Linked DNA regions of Mus musculus: all the other regions are linked to region 1. Evidence: chromatin contacts called from public Hi-C, HiChIP or PLAC-seq and promoter capture Hi-C data. All regions are on one chromosome and are shown on one strand. The core of a region is the stretch at or near the end of the contact, and the rest is flanking DNA. Distances in the headings are between cores, read along the strand shown.

What was found. Promoter capture Hi-C pulls out the DNA fragments that hold promoters and counts their contacts. A called contact is a pair of places that touch in the nucleus more often than the background predicts. HiChIP or PLAC-seq counts read pairs in DNA pulled down with a chosen protein or histone mark.
Region 2: an H3K27ac HiChIP or PLAC-seq map of extraembryonic endoderm stem cells shows a contact between it and region 1, with 6 times the contacts expected there. The contact joins the promoter of Nprl3 here to the promoter of Bod1 in region 1. A contact is called at or near these places in 11 of 39 promoter capture datasets (the 3T3-L1 cell line, the C10 cell line, the HPC-7 cell line and 6 more), 1 of 15 datasets of contacts at CTCF or cohesin (the NIH/3T3 cell line), 3 of 484 Hi-C or Micro-C datasets (CD4 T cells, CD8 T cells and embryonic stem cells), 10 of 115 datasets of contacts at active chromatin or transcription factors (astrocytes, embryonic basal ganglia, embryonic forebrain and 6 more) and 2 of 9 other capture datasets (embryonic stem cells and liver).
Region 3: a Hi-C map of the G1E-ER4 cell line shows a contact between it and region 1, with 5 times the contacts expected there. The contact joins the enhancer-like site here to the promoter of Bod1 in region 1. A contact is called at or near these places in 12 of 39 promoter capture datasets (the 3T3-L1 cell line, the C10 cell line, the HPC-7 cell line and 7 more), 1 of 15 datasets of contacts at CTCF or cohesin (embryonic stem cells), 21 of 484 Hi-C or Micro-C datasets (B cells, the Ba/F3 cell line, the G1E-ER4 cell line and 8 more), 3 of 115 datasets of contacts at active chromatin or transcription factors (astrocytes, embryonic stem cells and large pre-B cells) and 2 of 9 other capture datasets (adipose tissue and embryonic stem cells).
Region 4: a contact with region 1 is called in a promoter capture Hi-C map of hippocampal neurons, with 3 times the contacts expected there. The contact joins the promoter of Chac2 here to the promoter of Bod1 in region 1. A contact is called at or near these places in 4 of 39 promoter capture datasets (cranial neural crest, embryonic stem cells, hippocampal neurons and 1 more), 1 of 115 datasets of contacts at active chromatin or transcription factors (kidney) and 3 of 9 other capture datasets (adipose tissue, embryonic stem cells and liver).
Region 5: a contact with region 1 is called in a promoter capture Hi-C map of pre-B cells. The contact joins the promoter of Snrnp25 here to the promoter of Bod1 in region 1. A contact is called at or near these places in 22 of 39 promoter capture datasets (the 3T3-L1 cell line, 3T3-L1-derived adipocytes, the C10 cell line and 14 more), 7 of 484 Hi-C or Micro-C datasets (B cells, CD4 T cells, CD8 T cells and 4 more), 11 of 115 datasets of contacts at active chromatin or transcription factors (the HPC-7 cell line, T-cell acute lymphoblastic leukemia, embryonic basal ganglia and 7 more) and 5 of 9 other capture datasets (adipose tissue, embryonic stem cells, liver and 2 more).
Region 6: a contact with region 1 is called in a promoter capture Hi-C map of embryonic stem cells, with 2.6 times the contacts expected there. The contact joins the promoter of Sh3pxd2b here to the promoter of Bod1 in region 1. A contact is called at or near these places in 10 of 39 promoter capture datasets (the 3T3-L1 cell line, the C10 cell line, the HPC-7 cell line and 5 more), 1 of 115 datasets of contacts at active chromatin or transcription factors (extraembryonic endoderm stem cells) and 1 of 9 other capture datasets (embryonic stem cells).

The regions. Positions count from the first base shown.
Region 1 is chr11:31,670,374-31,674,004 of GRCm38.p6, forward strand. It overlaps Bod1 (biorientation of chromosomes in cell division 1), which reads right to left and starts at 1,489. Exons shown (of 4, transcript NM_001024919.1): 1 at 1,128-1,489. The coding sequence starts at 1,328.
Region 2 is chr11:32,265,822-32,269,111 of GRCm38.p6, forward strand. It overlaps Nprl3 (nitrogen permease regulator-like 3), which reads right to left and starts at 1,886. Exons shown (of 13, transcript NM_181569.3): 1 at 1,602-1,886. The coding sequence starts at 1,719. RefSeq lists enhancers at 2,962-3,290, 3,125-3,290.
Region 3 is chr11:32,318,507-32,322,194 of GRCm38.p6, forward strand. No RefSeq gene overlaps it. Among named protein-coding and RNA genes, the nearest start is that of Gm46275, 15 kb to the left of the region's middle. Within about 2 kb of position 2,430, at least 18 of the 459 cell types and tissues checked have an H3K27ac peak or open chromatin away from gene starts, as enhancers often do. A contact at or near this core is called in the G1E-ER4 cell line and stem cell-derived neural stem cells, where this site is marked.
Region 4 is chr11:30,984,661-30,988,156 of GRCm38.p6, forward strand. Chac2 (ChaC, cation transport regulator 2) reads right to left here and starts at 1,705. Exons shown (of 3, transcript NM_026527.3): 1 at 1,452-1,705. The coding sequence starts at 1,586. All of the region lies in intron 1 of Asb3 (ankyrin repeat and SOCS box-containing 3), which reads left to right.
Region 5 is chr11:32,203,116-32,206,842 of GRCm38.p6, forward strand. Snrnp25 (small nuclear ribonucleoprotein 25 (U11/U12)) reads left to right here and starts at 2,300. Exons shown (of 5, transcript NM_030093.3): 1 at 2,300-2,548. The coding sequence starts at 2,507. It also overlaps a transcript of Il9r not described here.
Region 6 is chr11:32,346,027-32,349,412 of GRCm38.p6, forward strand. Sh3pxd2b (SH3 and PX domains 2B) reads left to right here and starts at 1,814. Exons shown (of 13, transcript NM_177364.4): 1 at 1,814-1,942. The coding sequence starts at 1,868.

The DNA.
Region 1 (3,631 bases), core at 239-2,738:
TGTGCAGATTGTGGCCTAAGACATGTCTATGTAGGGAAGACCTTACCGCACATCAAAGCCGTAGGACAGGCCCCAGCAGCCTGTAGCTGACAGCTGAGCCCCAGCTAAGGCCTACTAGACCAGCTTGCTTGGTGACTCACAGCCCTGACAGCATGAGGAGCAACCACTACCCTGGGGAGCCCTCTCAGTCAGCAAAGAGGCTCCTAGCTCCACACCTTAATCTTGGCAAGCAAGTTTTGTAATGGGAAAGGAAATGTTCTGGCTACTATATACCTGCCCCGTGACACACATTCCAAAGTTTCCAAATGAGGTGAATTAGCATTTTGTTTAACGGTAGACTGGCCTTTGGCACTGGATCTAACATAGCCATTAACTCCATTTCAATTAGTTAAATGGAAAAAAAGAAGGTGCTGATTCGACAGCTTATCCCAATTTGACCTCAAACAAGTCTGCAAATGATTCAGCTGGGGAAAGGGACTATTAACGTGCAGTCCCATCCAGCCAGTGCTAAAAATCACCTCCCAGGTGAACAAGGGAACGGGTGGAGCTTCTAAAGTACTCTACCTTTCCCATGGGTTGTAAAACACAAGTTTCTTGGGTATGGAGTGGGTATACGTGTGCAGCCATTAAAGAATCCTCAAGTTCAGAAAAGCGAAAGAACTATAAATAAATAAATAAATGAATAGATAGATAGATAGATAGATAGATAGATAGATAGATAGATAGATTGATTGATTGATTGATTTAAAAATCACAGCTGGTAAGGGCTCCAGTGTCGGGTGTGCACCACTCAGAAGATAGATAGATAGATAGATAGATAGATAGATAGATAGATAGATAGATAGATAGATAGATAGATAGATAGATAGATAGATAGATAGATAGATAGATAGATAGATAGATAGATAGATAGATAGATAGATAGATAGATTGATTGATTGATTGATTTAAAAATCACAGCTGGTAAGGGCTCCGGTGTCGGGTGTGCACCACTCAGAAGATACCGGTAGTGCCCCGAGCAGCGCGTCCCTGCCAGGCTCTCGAGGTGCCTTTTGTTTTACTCCGGGCTCTGGCACGTCAAAGCAACTGGATGGTCCGCCCCCCTTGGTCCCCCGAGGCTCAGGTACCTTAGTGTCCACGTCGGCCAGGCAGTCCCGGCGGAAGCTGTCAAACAGCCCACGGCTCTTGAGCTGCTCCACTATGAGAGCGATGAGCTGCGGGTCTCCCGGAGGCAGCGAAGCGGGATTGACAGGGCCGCCGGCCCCACTCGAGCCCCCGGACGGTCCCGAAGCCTGGCCCGCCGCGCCTGCTCCCGCACCGTCCGCCATGGCCGCACCCCGCGCCCGCGCCGGGCCCCGCGCTCCGCTGCTCCTCCGGGAGCCGCGGGCAGAGCTGCGCAGACACGGAGGGGCCCACGGAGGCGGCGGCGACGGAGGCGGCAGGGTGGGAGGCGGCGGGGACCAAGGCGCTCCCCGCTCGCCGCGCTGCCGGCGCTCGTCTAATGGCGTCACCGACGGCCTTTGCATTGTGGGACGGTTGGTTTCCTGGAGCCATCACCTATGTTCTTATAGCCCGTGTCTGGCCGTTAGAAACTACAACTCCCGGCAGGCTGTTGGCTCGCTCGCGCTAGTTTGCGGGACAGCTTGGGCATTGTAGGCTCAGAACCTACCCAGTCACGGCAGCCCTCCCAAATCAGACCTCCGGGTCACCTGCAGAACTGATTAAAAGATTACGAGTGTATCCTTTAACGACTGTGATTCAGCAGCTCTGTATTTATGCCTGGCAGCCTGTGCTTTTGACAGTCGCTCCATTCCCACGATCCCCTTAAATAATGTGATCTGGGAGATTTGGTTAACAATGGGTTAATCTTATTGTTTTGACAAAATTAATTTTTACTTTTTGTGTGGCAGGGAGGGGCGGTGGAGCGTGCGACAGCACATATGTGGAGGTCAGAGGACTACTTGGGACACACTGGTCTCTCCTGTGATGTAAGTGGTGGGATCGAACACGTATCCTCCAGCTCAGTGGCAAGTGCCTATACCCTCTCAAGCTCTCTAACCTGCCTACTAATCAAACTTCTGTTCAAAAGTTTGTACCCTTCTGCCTGATTAATAGCAATGCAGATTCATTTTACGAACTCGTAAAATAACAAGAAGAAAATAAAAACTGCTGTTAAGTCTTTTTTGCATGTGTGGATTTTCGCCTTAGCATTAAATATTGTCAGCATTACTAATAGTAGATCCAGTAAGTAGAATGAATTAGATGTAATAGTGCTGCACTCTTTAAATACGTTCACAACTACCTGAAAGCTGGCACTACTATTTCTTTGTGCAGATGCAGAAATAGAAGAACAGAAATAATTACCGTGGTCATATATATACCTAGATGAAGTATAGTAGGTGCTGTGGTCCAGTGTTTAACCTAACATATCCACGGTCCTGATAGCTAGCTGTCATTTTACAACAAGTAAAATACCCTAGCTTTTACACCCACAAGTCTGCACTGAATTCCCCACTGTTGCCCCTATTAGAAAAAAAAGTTTGGATTGCTAAGAGAGACCATCATTTCAGCTAAGTGTCTGGATGAGGCAAACTTTACTTGATCAAGAGGCTTGCTGGGGCAGGAAAGGGCAGGGGAGGGAACACACCTAGACAGGAAGTGCATTTGGTTTTTATTCTGAGGAAGGTGAATCCTGTCTTTTCTCAGTTGGCTAGGGTCCAACATAACAATCTTACTCAGTTATCTGAAAAGAATTTGTGCATAAGAAGTAGAGGAGGAAGGGGAAAGAGGTCACTGCACCAAGGAGAAAAGGCCATCAAATTCCTTTGTGTAAATAAAAAATGTCCACGGGATTCTAACATTTGCAGGTCTTACAAAGTGAGGGAGGAAAAAAAAACTTAATTTCTTCTTCTAAACACAAATTTTATATATTTTATAGGAGAGATCATATTTGATTTTTTTTTTCAAGACAGGGTTTCTCTGTTTAACTACCCTGGCAGTCTTAGAACTCGCTTTGTAGACTAGGCTGGTCTTGAACTCACAGAGATCCGCCTGCTTCTGCCTCCCAAGTGCTGGGCTAAAAGGTGTGTGCCACCATGCCTGGACAGTTTTGATTTCTTAGGTGCTTCTGTCCTCTTTGTTTCTTGGCTGATCATCAACTCATCAACTTCCCCAGCTCTCAGAACTACATCTGCTGTGGTTCCTCCTCGTCACCCATGACAACTGAAAAAGATGTGGATAACATTTACAGTGCCCTTGGCTCCGGGGAAGATGCACAGTAGGCAGTGATCCAAGATGCTCTCACCCAACATTTGCTACCCAAGAGAACTGAAATTAGAGCACAAAACAAGTAGCCACTCTCAGTTCATACTTCTTAGCAACAGCTCAGCCAGTCGCAAGGTTAAGCTGATCACAATGTGTCATGACAGCTTGCAACCCTTTGGGACATCTCAAGTCTGTTTCTACTACTGACCCATGCTGACCTCTCATGTCTGGCTCTGAGGGAGTCCTATTAGAGAGTTCAACCCTGGCCCCTCCTGGAGGGAGGGCTGGAGGCAGGGTGCCCTTCTTATAGGTTGCATTTTAGGCACACCATATCTTATTCTTTCCTCACAAAATCTTTTTTTGGTCC
Region 2 (3,290 bases), core at 636-3,135, 600 kb after region 1:
AAACTGTCAGACACAGCTTCCTGCCAACAGTCTAATAAAGACTAAAAATTAATCGGTTTAAAACATGATCATGAGCCCTCAGACTCAACCACATGACTCAAGGCTGGTCTGTTCCTAAAAATATTCTATAAAAGAATAGTTTACAGAACGGACATGCACAGTTTATGTGGTTTTTGTTTCAGTTGGGTGGTAGTATTGGGGCATGGGTACATGGCCTACAAGCACAGGTGAAGGCCAGAGCAAAATGTAAAGTGTCCTCCTTTCTCTGTATCTTACTGTCTCGAGGCAGGGTCTCTCACGGAATCAGCTTACCCTTCAGGCTAGGCTGGCTGGCCAGGGAGCTCTTGATCAACCCATCTCTATCAGTCAGTGATGACATTACGCACACCACAGCCAAGCCAGTCTTTTTACATAAGTGCTGGGAATTTAGGGGTCTCATGCTGGCAGAGCCAGTGCCCAGCCTGAAAAGACTGAAAACTACTGCCCTCAACAGGGGCTGGACGAATAAACCAGAGTACGCTCATCTCATGGACTTCACTGCAGTCATTAATAAGAACAAGGTGGCTGGCGGCGGTGGTGGCCCAGGCCTTTAGTCCCAGGACTCAGGAGGCAGAGGCAGGCAAATCTCTGAGTTCAAGGCCAGCCTGGTCTACAGAGTGAGTTTCAGGACAGCCAGGACTACACAGGAAACCTGTCTCAGGGTGAGGTTGAACCTGTTTAAGACATAGACATAAAGTACAGAAGAAAATGAGCAAAAAGACCATCCGGTCTATTTCAATATATATATATATATATATATATATATATATATATATATATATATATATATCAGGGAAAAAATGGGCCATGTAGTTCCTTTTGTACTTGGAATGTGTGCTTTGCTTGTGTATAAACAGATTTGGAAAATGGTGACGATAGTTGCCCTTTAGGGGGATGAGGGAGGGGGTTCTGAGAGCTTGGTACCATCTTTATGTTTTTATAACTTAAAACCCTTTGTATTATATTAGCGAGCTTTAAAGAACACTGCCTACAGAGGCAGGCTATGCCTGATCCATGCAGCAGTGTACTGCGACTAGACAGGAGTTATGTGCTCAATAACTCCAAGAACCTTCAAGGCGGATGCTACAAAATAACAAATGAGTGTCCTGAGATTCTCTGAGGGGCTCGGGGAAAGGATGATGCTGTATTTTATTTTTTGGTGGGTACACTTTCAGAGTTTATATACAGGAGGGATGATTATCAAGATGGTGAGCAGTTATCCACAATGGGCATGGACCAGAGTTCAAGATCAACTTCAGACCTTAAAGTCGCTTATATTTTCTAAAATAACTTATAAATTCGTGTCTGTGCTTGTAAAATCTGGTGTCTTTCTGGATTTGTCTGGAGAAATGGCTGGCCTTGGGCTCATGGCAATACCCCGGCCTCCGCGTCCGGGGCGCTGGGATCCCAGATGCGCACCACTGCTGGAGCTGGCAATTCTTACGCATTTTTATTTCATGGGCTGGAGACTCAGGAGTCGTGCCGCGGCCCCTCTCCTCCTCCTCCTCCTCCGCACTGTGCACTGCGCGTGGCGGGGCGGGTGACCGCCAGGAGCCACTTACTTGTCTGGGACGCGGGGTGCTCCTGGCTCCTCTGGAAGGGGTACCTGAAGAGCAGCTTATTGCCCCTGCTGCCCGAGCTCACCAGGATCACGCTGATGGGGCTGGTATTGTCCCCCATCCTGCGGGAGCCCGGGCGTGCGCCTGAGAGGAACTCGCGTAGGGACCGCAAAAGCCGAAGGCAGGCGCCGGGCCCGCAGGGACACGGAGGAAGCCGGCACCTCGGCCTCGGCGCTCACTCTCGCGAGACTTCGCCGAGCGGCGCTCCACAGCCCCCGCGCATGCCCGGACAGGCGACTGCGCCGGCGCGACGCCTTGGCTGCACTCTAGTAGCTCGCTAGGGAAAGCTGTCTGCAGTTTAAAGTCATACACTTGATTTAACCAGAGCGTATAAACTTTAAACTGTAAGAAAGGCAGGAGCGGTGGTCTGGATTGTACTAGCCTGCTCATCACATAACAATCATGTTTTCAAACTTTACAAAGAGAGAAAATAGTCGTATTTCAACCTCCCCCTCCCCGCCCCCCAACTATTACTCAATGAGAAGGTACCATTTGAATATTTGCCAGTGTCTGAGAGTTGCACTTATGTTTGCCTTTTGATGGTTTGGATGTGTGATGTGAAAGGAATGACTTTAACTCATTTTGCAAGCCTTTATCCCAGTCATGTGTGATTTGAGTGTTGTGTGAGGTCAGGAGTAGGAAGGGGCTGGGAGGGAAGCAGACAGAGAGATGGAACCAGGTGCCTGGGATGGGTCGTGGGACCTTCCCACGGAACCAGCGGGAGTGCATAGGGACCGGGGCACTTGAGCCAGGCAGGACTGTGGTCCAGGTTTTCCCTCTTACTCCCCCGGGCCATTCTGCCACTTGATTAGCCAGAGCCTTGGGACCCCAGTGGTTGCCTCTGAGATAGGAAGACCTAAACCAAGGAGCCCAGAGTTTCCCCAACTATGATCTCTGGACCCATTTTTTGCCAGCAACCTTCACAGGAGTATTCACAGTATAATTTTCTATGTAATTAATAGTGACAGCCAGGCTCAGTGGTGGAGACCTGTATTTCCAGCTACTAGGGAGACTAGGGTAGCAGGATAGGAAGTTAAAGCCAGGCAGGGCAACTCATTGAGGCCTTCTCAAAAAGGGAAAGAGATGTTGCTTGCTAGTGAGCACTTGACATTATATACGAGGCCCTGGGTTCAATCTTTTCTACCGTCACTAGCTCTGAAATGGACGTGGTAATAATGCTGCGTGTGGGGGAAATGATGAGATCCCAGTCTACAGAAGTCCACTGTACTCCCCTCTGAGGCTGCCTTACCCAATACTGACAGCACTGGATAGGAGAACCCAGGACTAACTAACCTGGGATGCATCACCTCAACTCCCAAGGTGTCCACATCATTGTGAAGAAATACCATCAGCTATTCCAGAAATCAAAACGTAGGTCACACCGTGGACTCCACTGGGGACCCCAGTTTCCCCGCCAGAAGCTGGATTTGAGCTGTTGTGAAGGAGCAGAGCCAGCCTGAGCTCTGCAGGCCATACCTTCCGACTCTGATGTTAAAGTCTTACAGAAGAGAGGCTTCATTTCAAATGTAAAACAATGTGGATTCAAGACCCCCTCTGCAGAAGTAAACCTTTGGAAACTGGAACTTTGGACCCTTGCACCCCATCCCCCAAGGTCTCCCTTAGGTAGAGTAG
Region 3 (3,688 bases), core at 1,180-3,679, 650 kb after region 1:
AAATAAGGCCACAAGGTGCTGGCCTTGTGCACTACCCTTTCACTGAGATGGCTCTGGGGGCTACAACCTTCTATTTCCAGCGCTATCAAAATTAGAGGTAGCTTTCAGACTTCTGAGATTCAGTGGTGTGAGGCTAACAGAAGCTGAGGCCAGGCAGACAGTAGCCCCGGGCAGAGAGAGGCCCTGTGGCTACCTATCAAGAGGGCAGGAATTAGGCACAAAGGCAGGAGCCTCCTGGCACCTTTGATCTTACCACAGCAAACCAGAATAACCCAGCATTTCAGCTGGCTCCAGTCATGGAAGGCCTTCCATCCACACCACCACAACACAGACTTGGGTGTTTGATCTGGTTTGACCCTCTGAAGCCAATGTTATCTTATAACTTGCTGTGTAGATCAGAGTGACCTTGAACTCACCATCCTTCTGCCTCTACCTGTCCAGCACTGATATGACAGGCCTGTCACCCACCTGATGTGGAGGTTAAATTTTTCTGGTAATAGCTTCAGTGAGTTCAGAAGAAAGAGAAGAGTCTGCGTGAGCCAGCACAGCCTGGATTGCTCTTGTCTTCTCCTTCAACAATTACAGCTTAACACCCTCTTAAACTCCACTTCAGCCTCCCAAATGTTCTAGTTTGCTTTTAATTGTTTCTTTCTTTCTTTTTTTTTAAACGTGTTTCACTTTTCCAAAACTTCTGGAGATAAATCTCTGGGGCATAATCAATCTTCTGGGATTTCTCCCTTGAAAAGTGACATTTGATTTCCAGACAGATGCTGGAAACATACGTGACTCCCAGTTGTAGGAAGCAGGCGGGAAGCTGAAATCCAGATGAGTATATTGTCCAACCTTCCTAGGTCTCTGGTCTGTCTTTGGATCAGCAATAATTACCTGAACAGCTACCATGACTTTATTAATTTGGGGGTGTAGCTCCCCGAGGTTGTCCCTACACAGCAACTGCAGGATCTGAGGGTCTTCCTTAAGAACAGTGTGTCAAAACCAAGAACCAGTTCGTCTAAAGCTCCTTGGCTCACAGACACACAAGTAAATATAAAATGATTACCCTATCAGATTAGAGGAACCTGGAAGATCACCCCAAGTCTATTCCACCCAGCCTCTCGAGAAGGTGACAGCCTAACCCCCTGCCAGAACTTATCCAGACCTTGATAATGTCTATGGACCTACCGAATCAGAGACCCATGGTTTACCCTTTGTTTTGTTTGTGTATCTTGTGGTGGTGGGGAAAGATACACATAGGTGTGTTGGTCACATGCATGCATGTGTGTGCATGTGTGTTTGCACTTACATATGTAGAAGCCAGAGGACAGACCTGGGTGTCGTTCCTCAGACACCACCTTTTTTTTTGTTGTTGTTTTAACATAGTCTCACTGAGCAGGCTATCTGTCTGAGCTCCAGGGATCTTCCAGTCTCTGTTTCCCCAGTTCTGAGAGTATCACCACCTGGCGCCACCATGCCTGACTTTGGACATGGATTCTAGGGGTTCAAACTCAGGCTCCTCAGCCATGGTTTTTTTTTTTTTGTTGTTGTTGTTGTTTTCTTTTTTTTTAAATACCTGCTGTATAAATTCCATGTGTCTACAATTTGCTTTTCTTTTACCAACATAATCCCCTAGCTCAAACAAAACAGGAGACTTCTGTCACTTACAAAGGAAAGCAGTCTGAAGTAATAATTTACAAACCTAATAAGCCTGTATAAAAGAGACACAATCAGATATTTTATTTATGAGCCGTGTGCCCAGACTGGGCAGAGTTAGGGCTATACTAGCTCATTCCCCAGCTGTAATGCCCTGTTACTGGGTCTTTCTCCTGGCCACTTGGTTCCGGACCATGGCATCTTCCTCCTCCTCAGCCCCCCCCTCCCTGCAACCCTCTCTCTTAAACCTCCAGTCCCACCTTTCTCCCTCCCCTGCTGCCCAGTCACAGGCTCTAGCCTTTTATTGACCAGTTAAACTGGGGAGAAGGCTCACATGGCATCACTTGAGTACATGAAGATTTGTTCCTCACAACTCCCCCCTTATCAACATCCCTGCCTCGGTTTCCCCACTAGTGGCATGGAGGCATCGCCTAATTGACAAGGACGGGTGCTGGTGTGCCCTGAACTGTCCATAAGCCTAGGCAGACCTCTGCTGCTCCACCTCCAAAGCCCTCCCTGACCCTTTGTGACTCACCCGCTCCCCTGTGGTCTGCTCTGCTGCTCCAGGGCTGTGAAAAAGAACTCAGTGGCTGTCTTAAAATAGCAGACCGTCTCTCTCCTGTGTGCCCCTAAAGCAGCTGTGTTTGGTTTTGTCTGGAACTATCTGGAAACTGAGACAATGGACCCAGGACACTGTCACCAAGCCTCAGACGGAGCAAGCTGTCAATCACCTCTCAGACCAGGAGCTCATGCAGGGAACAGGTGATCTGCACCAGACATTCCTTCACAAGCACGGGTTAGAAGCCTAAGCTGGGAACAGCCAGTCCTCCCCTACCCACACTGCCCTGCCCTGTGGGAGAGGGCACTCGTCTTGGCTTAACTCTGCCCAGCTCTGCTTCCCATATGTGACAACACCGGGCAATCTCAAGCAAGCACTTCCCATCCATGAGACCAGTTAACCACAAAGCACCTTTCTTCACTTTCTTGGTGCGCGTTCTGTCACTACAGAGTTCCTGGGTCTGGGAGATGGATGAGCAGTAGACTTGATTCGGCTCACAGTGCTGGAGGGTGGGAGGGTTGAAGGCCTCTGCTGAGAGCCTCGAGCCACACTGCAACATGGTGGAGGACCTAGAATATAAGAAAACAGTAAGCTTAGCTCCCCTCTCATTAGAAAGCCAGTGGCGCCACCTTGGGGCCCACTCTCAGCTGTTTATGACTACCGGGCAGGAGGTCTCTGGGGCGCCCCCTGCAGGCCACTATAAGTAGGTGCAAGGCTTTTCCAGTATCGTCACCACCTCCAGCATCACCTTGCCTTTGCACAACCAAATACTTGTTAAATGTCTATTTGTAGGACCGCACTCAGACCTGTGAGATGTAGGAGACGGTTTTGCTCTTGATGTCACCTGTGTAATTGCTGGAGGTCAGTTCAGACACAGTGGCACTCTGGTGGGACTAGAAGGCACCTCACTGCCCTTGGGTAGCTTCTTGAGTGCCAGGGGAGATTCTTATACCACGTAAGGACAAAGATGTGACAAAGCTGAACTGAAGCCATGAGCAGTCCTGGATCTGATGGGAGAGCCATGGTGAATGTGGGCTGAACGATTCCATGGGCTGGAGTCCTGGACTACATAAACAGAAAAGCGGCTGAGCGCAAGCTCTCTCTGCTCCCAGGATGTCTACGATGTGACAACCTCCGCTTCTGTCACCGTACCTTCCTGCCATGACGGACTGTACCCCTTAGAATTGTGAGCCACAGTAAACCCTTCCTTAAATTGGTTGTGCCCGTCGTTTCAGCAACCGGGAAAGTGACTAATATTGAAAATTGGTACCTGGAATGGGGTGGGGAGTGAGCATTAGAAACCCGACCATGTGGTTCTTAGACCTTTTAGACTGGTTTGTGGGAGGCATATGGAAGCACTTAGAATTTTATCCTAGAAAGGCCCTGGGATACTGTAAGCACAGACTAACGTGGACAGTAGAGACTCGGCAAGGCTTTGGGGGAAACATTCTATCAGGTAGTGAGTTAGGGGACATTGTGTGA
Region 4 (3,496 bases), core at 455-2,954, 690 kb before region 1:
CACATATCTTAATGTGCTATGTAAGAAAGATACCCTTTGATTGAGCCTATGTTGTAAAATATGCAGTCATAACCACATACCTGCCTGCTTAATGTTTGGTTATTAAAATGAAAAGCTAGTTTAAGGTATATATATATATATATACATACATACATACATATACATACATACATATATATACCTAAAAGGCATTTTATTTATTTTAATTCTTTAATATTTTAAATATTGTTTTATAGTAGTCTTGGTAATTCTTTGGTTATGGTGTTTCTGTTGATGTAAATAAACATTGGCCTCTGTTTGGGTTCCACCAGGCCAGGAAAGTCTACCTTAATTCTAAATTGACAAACTGTAGTTAGAATGGTTCTACCTCAGATGCTCTTCCTGATTTAAAGCCTGTATCTTTTGAGCAGGTACACACTGTGATCTTTCCCTTTCCTAAAATCTCTTCTGATACTTGGTTTCCAGTATTTCAGAATATTATGCTTTAGAGTATTTTTTAAAAATGGTGCTGGGAATTGAACTCGGGCAGGGCCTTGCATGCACTAGGTAAGAACTCTACTACTAAGCTATATTCCCAGACTTGTTTCTGAGCTTGAGGTCCAGGCCAGTATTGAACTTGTGATATTCTTTTGGATTACAATTTTGTACCAGCAGACTAGGCTAATTTTAAGAGTATGTTGGAGAACACAGGAACATTCAAAACCAAAGGTTAGATATTAACCAAACAAGTTACTAGTTCATACTTGTTTAACTTTTTTTTTCCACAGATTTTTTTTTTTTTTTTTTTTTTTTTTTTGTAGCCAAGGCAAATAGTGAGCTGCTTCTAACACTCTGAACCCCTGGAGAGCTGAATGCTTTATATGACCGAACTGAAAAACAGATCCAATGATTTGTATTTACATTAATAATTCAAGAGAACTATGGAGAAGGAACATTCAAATAATGGAGATTTTCAATTCATTACTCAGAACGAACTGCAAACCTCACATAACTTTGCTTATACCTCTCAATCAAAAAATCACCATGGGCATAAAAATTGGAATGACTGGAAACTAGTTCTTTCATGATCTTAGGCATTTTAAAACTAAAACATTGGAAACATAAATTGGAAATTTACAGGCACATATAAATTCAGACCAGTAAAAACCTGGCATAATATAGACATATCAACGAATTTACACACTGACCATGTGGTGACATGAAAATTCAACTTTATTATTTTGTGGGGTGGCAGAGGTTGCCAAGATAAGGGTGCTGTCCTGGCCACTTCAGCCTTGGGCGAGCTCCCTGTGCCCGTGCTTTCTGCTTTAGAAACTAATTACTGGCTTCTGAAGCGGCCTAAGGATATCCACTTCTTGAGAGAGGCAAGGGCAGGTGGCCAATGAAGTTGAGAGCTTTATCCTGTTCCAGTGCTCTGCTGGGTAGGTGGGCATGAGGCGCTGGCTCCTTACCTTGCCTGGGACCCCGCGGTGGTCCGTGCTACCTTGCCAGAAGCGCCGACTGTAGTTTGTGATGTAACCAACCAGCTTGTCCTGGTAGGGGAAGTCCACCTTCCAGATGAGGGACCCATAACCAAACACCCACATCTTTCTGGACCCTGACCGGCACTCGGACTTCAGAACGAGACTGCTACCGAGGGGAGTAACCGGCTGCTGGGGCAGTGCCAGGCGCTCTGGCTTCGCCTGATGTGCGGCGCAAAGCACACTGGGTTTTCAGAGCTTCTATGGTGCGGGAGGGGTGGGGGTAGGGAATGGGAGGCAGGGGACTACATTACCCACAATTCTTTAGAGTTTTACGACTCTCGAGTTGGAGCAGCACCCCTCCCACCTTTTTTTCTAGTGAGAATTGAAAGAGGAGAAAAGGCAGGACTCCTGTCTTATAGGGCACCACAATTAGCACGTAGTCATTTTGTTGTGCTTTGAAAATTGGCTAGCTGCCCACATCAAACAGCAGCCAGAGTGGCAGATCCCGGAAGTATAATATCTGTATGACCAAGTCCTGTGTCCTTTGCTTTTAAATAGAAGCAAAACAGTAGTTTTATGTGTGTGAAAAAGCAACTGGATTCTAATGGAAGTTGCTTATCAGATTGGGGGGAGGGGGGGAAGAACGGGACTGTTTAAGCATGATGAAGGAGAGAGGTTTTTATACAGTAAGAGACATCTGGAACAGTTCACAGTGGGCAGGACCAAACTGAGCTGTGCCATGTGAGAAGAGGGAGGGAAAGAAAGATGAGAGAGAGGGACTAGGTGCAGCAGCCTGGAGGCTCAAAAGGGATTTGGTTGGATTATATAGGAAAGGGCTGCTGCTAGAAGGTCAGCCCAGCCCTAGGGATGGAAAAGTTTAGAGTAGGGGTTGGGGTATGCCAGCAGGAGGGTCCTGAAATAGATCAGGACCGAAGGATGCAGGAAGAACTTGGCAGTCAGTGCCTATTATGATGTTAAGTAGGCACCTCAGCCATTTTTCTCACTTTTGAAACCTACCACTTATTTAAACTTCAAAGAACAGTTTGTTCAGTCTTAATCTCGGAGGCTCAGAGACGAGCAGGTGCACTCTCCCATTACATTACTTCACCAGTGGCTTTTACAGTGCTGCTTATAGAATCCTTTTCTTTTCTCAGGTGAATGGCTGCTGTTTTGTTTAATAAGAAACTTTGAGGATAATGAATATTCTTTACTGAACACTTAATTTGGATGGTTGAGGAGAATTCTTATATTTAGTTTAAAATGTATTGTTTTTCCTGGATTTCCTTCTTAACTCTTAAGTATTTTCATTGCCTCCCCATCAGACAGTTCTATTCTTGCAGAACTATGGCAGGACACCTTAAATTTTAGATAAAAACACTAGTGGGAAAATATGTAGAACCACTGTTGACTATTGGGAAACATATTTTCTTAGTCTTCCTTTGGGTTGTGTTCTTTGTATTCTTAAGATTATAATATTTTATGTATTTGAATTTCTCAAAAATTGAAAATTAAGTGATATATATACACTCCCTCCCCCCAAAAAGAACAGAGCTTTGTTTTTTGTCTTTGATTGGCACCCCACTGAAAAGCAAGCTGATGTCCTAAATGTTGCTATAGTGATATAAATAGTAAGGAAGCAAAAAAAAAATTCCTCCTAAGTTATAGGGATTTTTAAAATACACACTCTAGATAAAGGTTCCAAACACTGAACTCAAATACAGACTTTTGAAAGTGTTGAAGCAGTTACTACTTAAACTGTAGAAAATTTGGCTTGGATTTGCATTTTTCTGGGGAGAAACTTGTTTAATGCATCTCTCCAAGAGGTCAAACATTCTAAGAAATACTATCATCTGTTGAGTTAGTGCTATTTCTCACTTCAACCATTCTGATTCTTTATGGAGGAATAAGTCTAGAAATGTTGGGCGATTGCCCATTTATGAGGATTTCTGCTTTTGATCTTCAGCAATACTAGAGGAAAATGCTAACTTCAGAGAATGAAAAAAAATACGTATATATTACATTTATTTATTTAT
Region 5 (3,727 bases), core at 1,050-3,549, 530 kb after region 1:
TGTGGGAGGATGGCCGGAGTGCTGACAGGACAGAGTGGATAACCTTGCCAACAAAACACAAAAGCAAGCCGGCAAAAGGCAAAACCTTTCCCCTCCGACTGCTTTATACTAATATCTAAGCTGCCAGGAGAAGACTTGATCCACACTCAGGGTGAGTCTTTCCGTTTCAATTAATGTAATCAAGAAAATTCCATATACCAGAATGGCCAAGTAGTTAAAGAATCAGATTTAAGAAAGTCCATCACAGGGATGCCTAGAGGTTGACCCATCTAAATAACCCCTCACAGATGCACCAGGCGCTTGTCCCATGGGCGATTCCCTGTCTTGTTGACAGTCAATATTAATCAATACAAGTCCACCCCTTGTAAACTTGACACCCAGACACACATCCTTATGCCATGCTTAATTTCCAAGTGAAGACACATTCATAATTTTGCCTACAATAACTAACTGAGCCCAACCACAAGCACACTACCCTACCCTCAAAATAGGCCAGAGTTCCTTTAATGCTTAGTCTTTTGGTGTCCCCAAGGGCAAATATAATTATGTTTACAAGGCTTAATAACTGATACTCTGGTTCACAGATGTGTATGCATGTGGGAATATGGAGCTATAGAAATATAGATATAGGTATGAGGTAGAATGGTAGGACATGAAAATCGTGATGGCCTAGAAAGGAAAACATGGGAAAGGAAAGATCTGGCTTGCTTTTTCTGCTGATAAAGGCAGAAAACTAATAGACATAGCTGATAAAGCCAAAATTGCCTGAAACAGTTCATTTGAGAGAAGATATCTCAAACAAAAATGTCAAAGACAAATAAATTGTGCTTACTTATGGCCACATTAATCTATACTGTAGATTTTCTGTTTATTTTTGTTTTGAGAAAGGGTCTCACTATGTAACCTGTTCCTCTTACTTTCTTCTTTATCTCTGCTGTGCAACTCTCCTGGGCTTTAAACCCTTTCTCCTGCCTCAGTCTCTCCAAGTGCTAGGATTTTCTCCAAGTGCGTACAACAAGCTTGGCATAGGGGATAAGAGTTTTAAGTAGGATAACCATGATTGAGGGAGGGAGGGAGGGAGGGAGGGAGGGAGAGAGGGAGGGAGGGAGAGGGAGGAGAGGGAGAGAGAGAGAGAGGGAGGGAGGGAGAGAGAGAGAGAGAGAGAGAGAGAGAGAGAGACACGGTTGTTGTTCTTCCAGAGGGCCAAATTTGATTCCCAGCACTCACACGATGTTTCTCAGTGCCCAGAAGAAATACACGCCGAAAATGACCCATACACATAGGATTTTAAAAATGAGGCAAGTGATTAAAGTAGCTATCCAGGGAATGTGACGGGAGCAAAGAAAAAAGAAAAAGCCCACAGTGCTGCCTACACAGCGTCCTCATAAGAACAGTTGTTACAGGGACTGGTGGTGTAAAAGAACACGAGGACTAGAGATCAGCGCATGGCAAGGCTGCCCTTGACAGCTCCGAGGACCACAGGTCCCGCCTAGATTTGTTTTGTTTAGACAACTTCCCTCTGTAGTCCCTGCTCTCCCATACAGACCTAGCTCTCGATTCAGATCCAACTGCCTCTGCCTCCTGTGTGCTGAGATTAAAGGTGTGTGCCACCAAGCCAAAGCTTCACTTCACTTTTTATTCTATTTGTGTGTGTGTGTGTGTTGGAGTTGGAGTTGGTTTTTGTGCGGGGAGGGGGTTGGTGGGTTTTTTGGTTGGTTGGTTGGTTGGATTTTTGAGACAGGGTTTCTCTGTATAGCCCTGGCTGTTCTGGAACTCACTCTGGCCAGGCTGGCCTCGAACTCAGAGATCCGCCTGCCTCTGCCTACCAAGCGCTGGGATTAAAGGCGTGCACCATCATGCCCGGCTTCCACCTTACTTTAAAGTGGACCTTTTAGGCAATTTTTTGGAATGGAGCCCATGGCATAATCTCAAGTGACTGCGAAGCGACCTGGCTGGGGCAACAGCACGCGAGTGGCAACGGCAGGCCCCAGGCAGCAGGAGGCGCCCGCCTCCCAGCGTCACCTTGTTGGGTGATGCCGTGCACGGGGACAGGTGTCTTGCGCGAAACGATAGCAACGCTGGCCTTCCTTGACAACCAGCCCAGACCGAAGAGAAGCTCAGCAGCGGGGAACAGAATAGCTCGTAGCTCCCGCGCCGCTCGCACCACCAACGTGACCTGCTCTATCCAGCCAATAACCTGCTGTCTGCACGCTCCCAGCCTCCCGAAGACTCGCACATTTCATTGGCTACTGAAGCCACGCAGTATACCATTGGCTAAGCTATCTCGTCGGGGCGGGACACAATCACTGCGCACGCGCCTTTTGCTTATCAACCTGGAAGGCAGGGCAGGCTGGAGGAGCGCCGGAAAGCAACACTAGTCTAGTAGTAGGCAGTCCTGGAGGACCCGGAGGCTGAGGATCGGCCGGAGGTGCCGGAGGACGACGAGGATGATGAGGAGACATTGCCCCATTCCGAGGCTGTGGACGTGTTCCAAGAAGGTCTCGCCATGGTGGTGCAAGACCCGCTGCTCTGCGACCTTCCGATCCAGGTGCGAGACAGGGCTCTGGGGTGTGGATGGGCGCTGGTGGTCCCACCAGAGAAAGACGCTTCTGCGCATAAGTGGAACGCTTAGGGTGAGGAGCCCCTCTGAGCCGTGAAGTTTGAATTAAACAAACACTAAGATATGAACTCAGGATGAGTGTGACAAGTCTTTTCCTTTTGCCTGAAACTTCAGTATGCGTGACTTAGTAGTTAATGTATTCTTTAACCTTGCCAATCAAAGGTGTTTTTATTTAACGTCTGTGTGCGCACAGAACTGGGAGCCAAACTGAGAACCTTTCGAATGCTAAATAAGTGCTCTACCACTGAGTTACACAAGTTTATTTGTACTTCCCTCTGTGTTTTATTAAAACATCTCTTGTCTGGCCAGACCTTTAATCTCAGCACCCGGGATGCCGAGGCAAGGGAATCTCTGTGAGTTTGAGGCCAGCCTGATACATTGAGAGCTCCAGGCCAGCCAAGGGTCTGGAGTAGTGGGTCTCTGCCTCAAAACAAACAAAAGACATTTTGTTATCAAAGGTTTTAGGTAGCCGGTCAGTTGCACCCTGGACCTGAGGTACAGGCCTGGAGCCTCTTGATACAATACTCTCAGGATCGCCAGGCCCAGTGTTAATTGAAAATCCTAACACACAATAGGTGTCTTAGTCAGAGTTTTACTGCTGTGAACAGACAGTGTGACCAAGGCAACTCCTTTTTTTTTTTTTTCCTTTAAAGTTTATTCAATACAACCTAATCTCCAACTTCACTGAGGTGGCTGACCACGTGGACTCTTATAAGGACATTTAATTGGGGCTGGCTTACATGTTCAGAGGTTCAGTCCATTATCATCAAGGCAAGAGCATGGCAGCATCTAGGCAGGCATGGTGCAGGGGGAGCTGAGAGTTCTACATCTTCATCTGAAAGCTGCTAGCAGAATATTGGCAGCAAGGATGAGGGTCTTAAAGCCCAAGCCCATAGTGACACACCTACTCCAGCAAGCTACACCTATTGTAACTGGGCCACACCTTCTAATAGTGCCACACCCTGGGCTGAGCATATGCAAACCATAACAGTAGGCAAGCTTGGTTCCCTTTTTTGATCAGGGCCACTGACAGGTAGGTATATATCATCTATAACTAGGGAGACATTAAGGCATCAGGTGTCTCCAAGTGACGCTCCCCAGCAGTGT
Region 6 (3,386 bases), core at 564-3,063, 680 kb after region 1:
CTAAAGAACTACTGAGTAAGGACTTTGAACAGACATCTGTATGTCAACATTCCCAGCAGCCTTAGTCACAATAGCCCAAGGGTGGCAACAGCCAAAGTGACCACATTTATATGAATAAAGAAAAGGAAGGGCTAGGAAACACACAATGAAAAAGTATTCAGCCACAAAAAGGAAGGAGGTTCTGAAGCAGGTAGCAAGGACGCAGATGCACCTTGTGGGTGCTTAACTAAAATGAGGCGGACACCCAAGGACAAAAGCTGCAAGGCTGAACTGTTGTGAGCGACCCAGAGTGATCCGACTCACACTCAGAAATCAGCCGGCAAGGGTGGGAGGTGGAGGATGGGGGCAAGGATGACGGGACAGGGAAGATGATGGCATTACTACAGCTACAGGCAGAGCTGGGGAACTGGGAAGTGGGAGGAGCTAGCTGATTCAGGTACATCCAACTTCTACAGTCTGTGCTTCTGCTTTGTGCAGGACATGAGAGAAACCAGCGGGTGCCTTGGGTGGCAGCTCTGCTGGGGAAGCACCTTAGGATCTGGTGCACTGGAGGGAATTACTGGGCCAGGGAGGGCCCTGGTTCCAAATGGATGCCACTCTCCACAATCTCCGAGTGGGTCAGTAAGAACAGCTTAATCAAGAGCGCCAAGAAGATAGTCCTGTGCCTGAGGCAGCACAAAGCCATCTTTGGTACAAAACTGGCTTTGGTAAAGACAATCCTCCCGCCTTGGCCTGGTACCAATCAAGTAACCCCTTCTATTAGTGAAGCCCATCCAGACCAGCCTTCAAGGCCAGAACAGCAGAAAGCACGGACAAAGAAGCCAAAAAGGCAATAGAGGGGTTTCCAGAGGGATTCAAAATAAAGTAGTCTGCAAGGCCTGCCTGGACTGACGAGAACTCTCCCTTAAGAAATTCCTCGACTGATCTATGGGTGGGGAGGTGCCTGAAGGGGAACCCCTGCTTCGTGGCTGAGAAACCACTACCTGCAGTCTGAACTTCCTATCCATGGTGTTATGTGTGTCCATCCATCCATCCATCCATCCATCCATTCATTCAGCCAGCATCTGTTAGTTACTGAGCGCCCAGCCAATGCTAGGATGAGCTAGAGAAAAGAGATGTGGAGCCACTTGTAGCTTTGCTTTGCTTAGTGTGGGGCAACCATGGGTTGGACCCACCTGCTCCATGAATCTAGAGGCTGTCCTCAGGTCCTCTGTAAAAGGCGATTAACCATCCCCTCCTGACCCCCAACTCCCAGGTGTTGTGAGATTTTAAGTGAGCATCCGTGATAATGACAGGGCACAGGGCCAGGTGTGGACTCAGTCCCCCACGGGGTCAGGGGCTTGCTACCTACCCAGCATCCCTGCTCTCTTTCACCTTCGCAGCCCTGTGCAGGGCTGCCAGGCCATTTTTGCAGTTTTTCCTCTCCCTGTCATAGACAGTAAACCCAAGAGACCTAGTGACCACCTCTCCCTGACCCCCAGCCCCCGCCCCCAGCCCTGGGGGCAAGCGATCGGATTTATAGCGACTGGCACGCCAGCGGTTCTCACACACCGAGGGGGATGGGCAACCTCCCTGAGCCCTTAACGGGAATGGAGAGCTCGAGCAAGATGCTTGGGTGCCTGGGTTTAGAGTCGCCAGGCCCGGGCGCGGGGGGCGGAGCGCGCCGTCCCGCCGGGCGCGGGGACAAAGGCCCGCGGGCGGACGTGGCCGGGCCGGGCCGGGAGGGCCCTTTAAGCAGGGTGGGCGGGCGGCGTGGAGGCGGGCAGGGGCGGGGCGCGGAGGGCGGTGGCGGCGGCGGCAAGTGCTCGGCGGCAAGGATCGCTTTGGCCCGGCCCGGCCCGCACGGCGCTGGGCGCGGAGAACGGCCATGCCGCCGCGGCGCAGTATCGTGGAGGTGAAGGTGCTGGACGTGCAGAAGCGGCGCGTGCCCAACAAGCATTATGTGAGTCGGCGTCCGCGCCACGCGGCGATCCCAGCCCCGCGCAGAACTTGTGCCCCGCGCCCTCACCGCCGTCTCCCCACGCGCCCCGGGTCCCCGCGCCCTCCCTGCTGTCTGTCTCCCCACGAGCCCTTGGTCCCTGTGCCTTCCCCGCCATCTCCCCGCTCGCCCCTTGGTCCTCGCCATCTCCTCGCGAGCTCTCGCCTTGCCCACCCGTACAAAAGTCTGGCCCCAGCCGCTGCTGCAGACTAAGACAGAAACCAGGAGAGAAACCCACGGAGCCGTGGGTCTCAGGCCACCCTCCTACCCAGAGGCGCCCAGCCTCATAGGATTAGCGAACCTAGCCCTTCATCCTTCTGTGCATGGGTCATTTGAGCGCCCCTTCCCTGTAACTTCCGCTTAACAATGTGGGAAAGTTTCCCCAGGAGTAACCCCCCTCTGTGACAGGAGAATTTTGTTTGGAGCTGCTAAGGTGTGGAGGAAATGGGTCCCTGGCATCATTTTGCAGATGGGAACGCTGAGACTCAAAGGCTGAGGATTCTCAAACGTGGACGATGGGCCTGGGGCCCACGGTGACCCTCAAGTGGGAAGTGGCCTCTCAGGCTGCTTGGGGACTTTGTTGGAGGTTGAGGTGGCCTTGGTTCCACCTCAGAGGTTCTGGGTAGTAGGACAGTGGATTTAGAGGAGGCCCTGGGGACTTCACTCCAGGTGTGAGGGGGACTGGCTTCCCTGTGGCTGTGCCAGTCCTGAAGAAGTTAACCAGGAAAGAAAAAAGCAAGAGGGAGGGAAAAAAAAATCCTAACAAAGAAGTGAGGAACAATGACTAGAGAGGGCGTTGGCTGGAGAAAGGCTGGCCAGGGGCCTCCCTGGAAGCCCCTTTGGATCTATTTGTTTAAGAGATCCATTCTTACAAAGCAGACAGCTATACATGCCTTCCCTGAGTCGCCCATAAAATTCTGAAAGGAGATGGCCGGGTATCCACTGTACTCTACAAGAAAGGGTGTGCTGTGTTCCAGTGTATTGTTATAGTCTAGGCCTTCAGTAACTCAGCCCTGGGCCAGCCAGCGGGGGGCTGCTTCCTGGACCTGTGGTATCTTTAAATAGAGCTAAGTTTTCCCTGCTTCAGAGCTCAGCTAAATTGTCTTGGTTTCCCCACCCCCACTCCCTTTCCCCCCCCCCCCCCCCTTAACTATTTCAAATGCTGCCAAGTCTTGGTTTCTTGTTGAAGCCTGTTGAGTTGCCTCTTGGGTATGGGACAGTTTTCAGCAACACACCAACTGGAGGAAGTCTGAAATTCTCCTCCATGCCGCCTTCCACCAGATCCGACAAACCAGAATAGATAGAACCACCAAGGACTGGGTGTCACCTTCTACTCCCTTGTGGTGTCACACATGTTTAGTGGTGGTCTTCTCAAGTCTGTTTCAAGGATGGGGCAGCTAACAGTAAG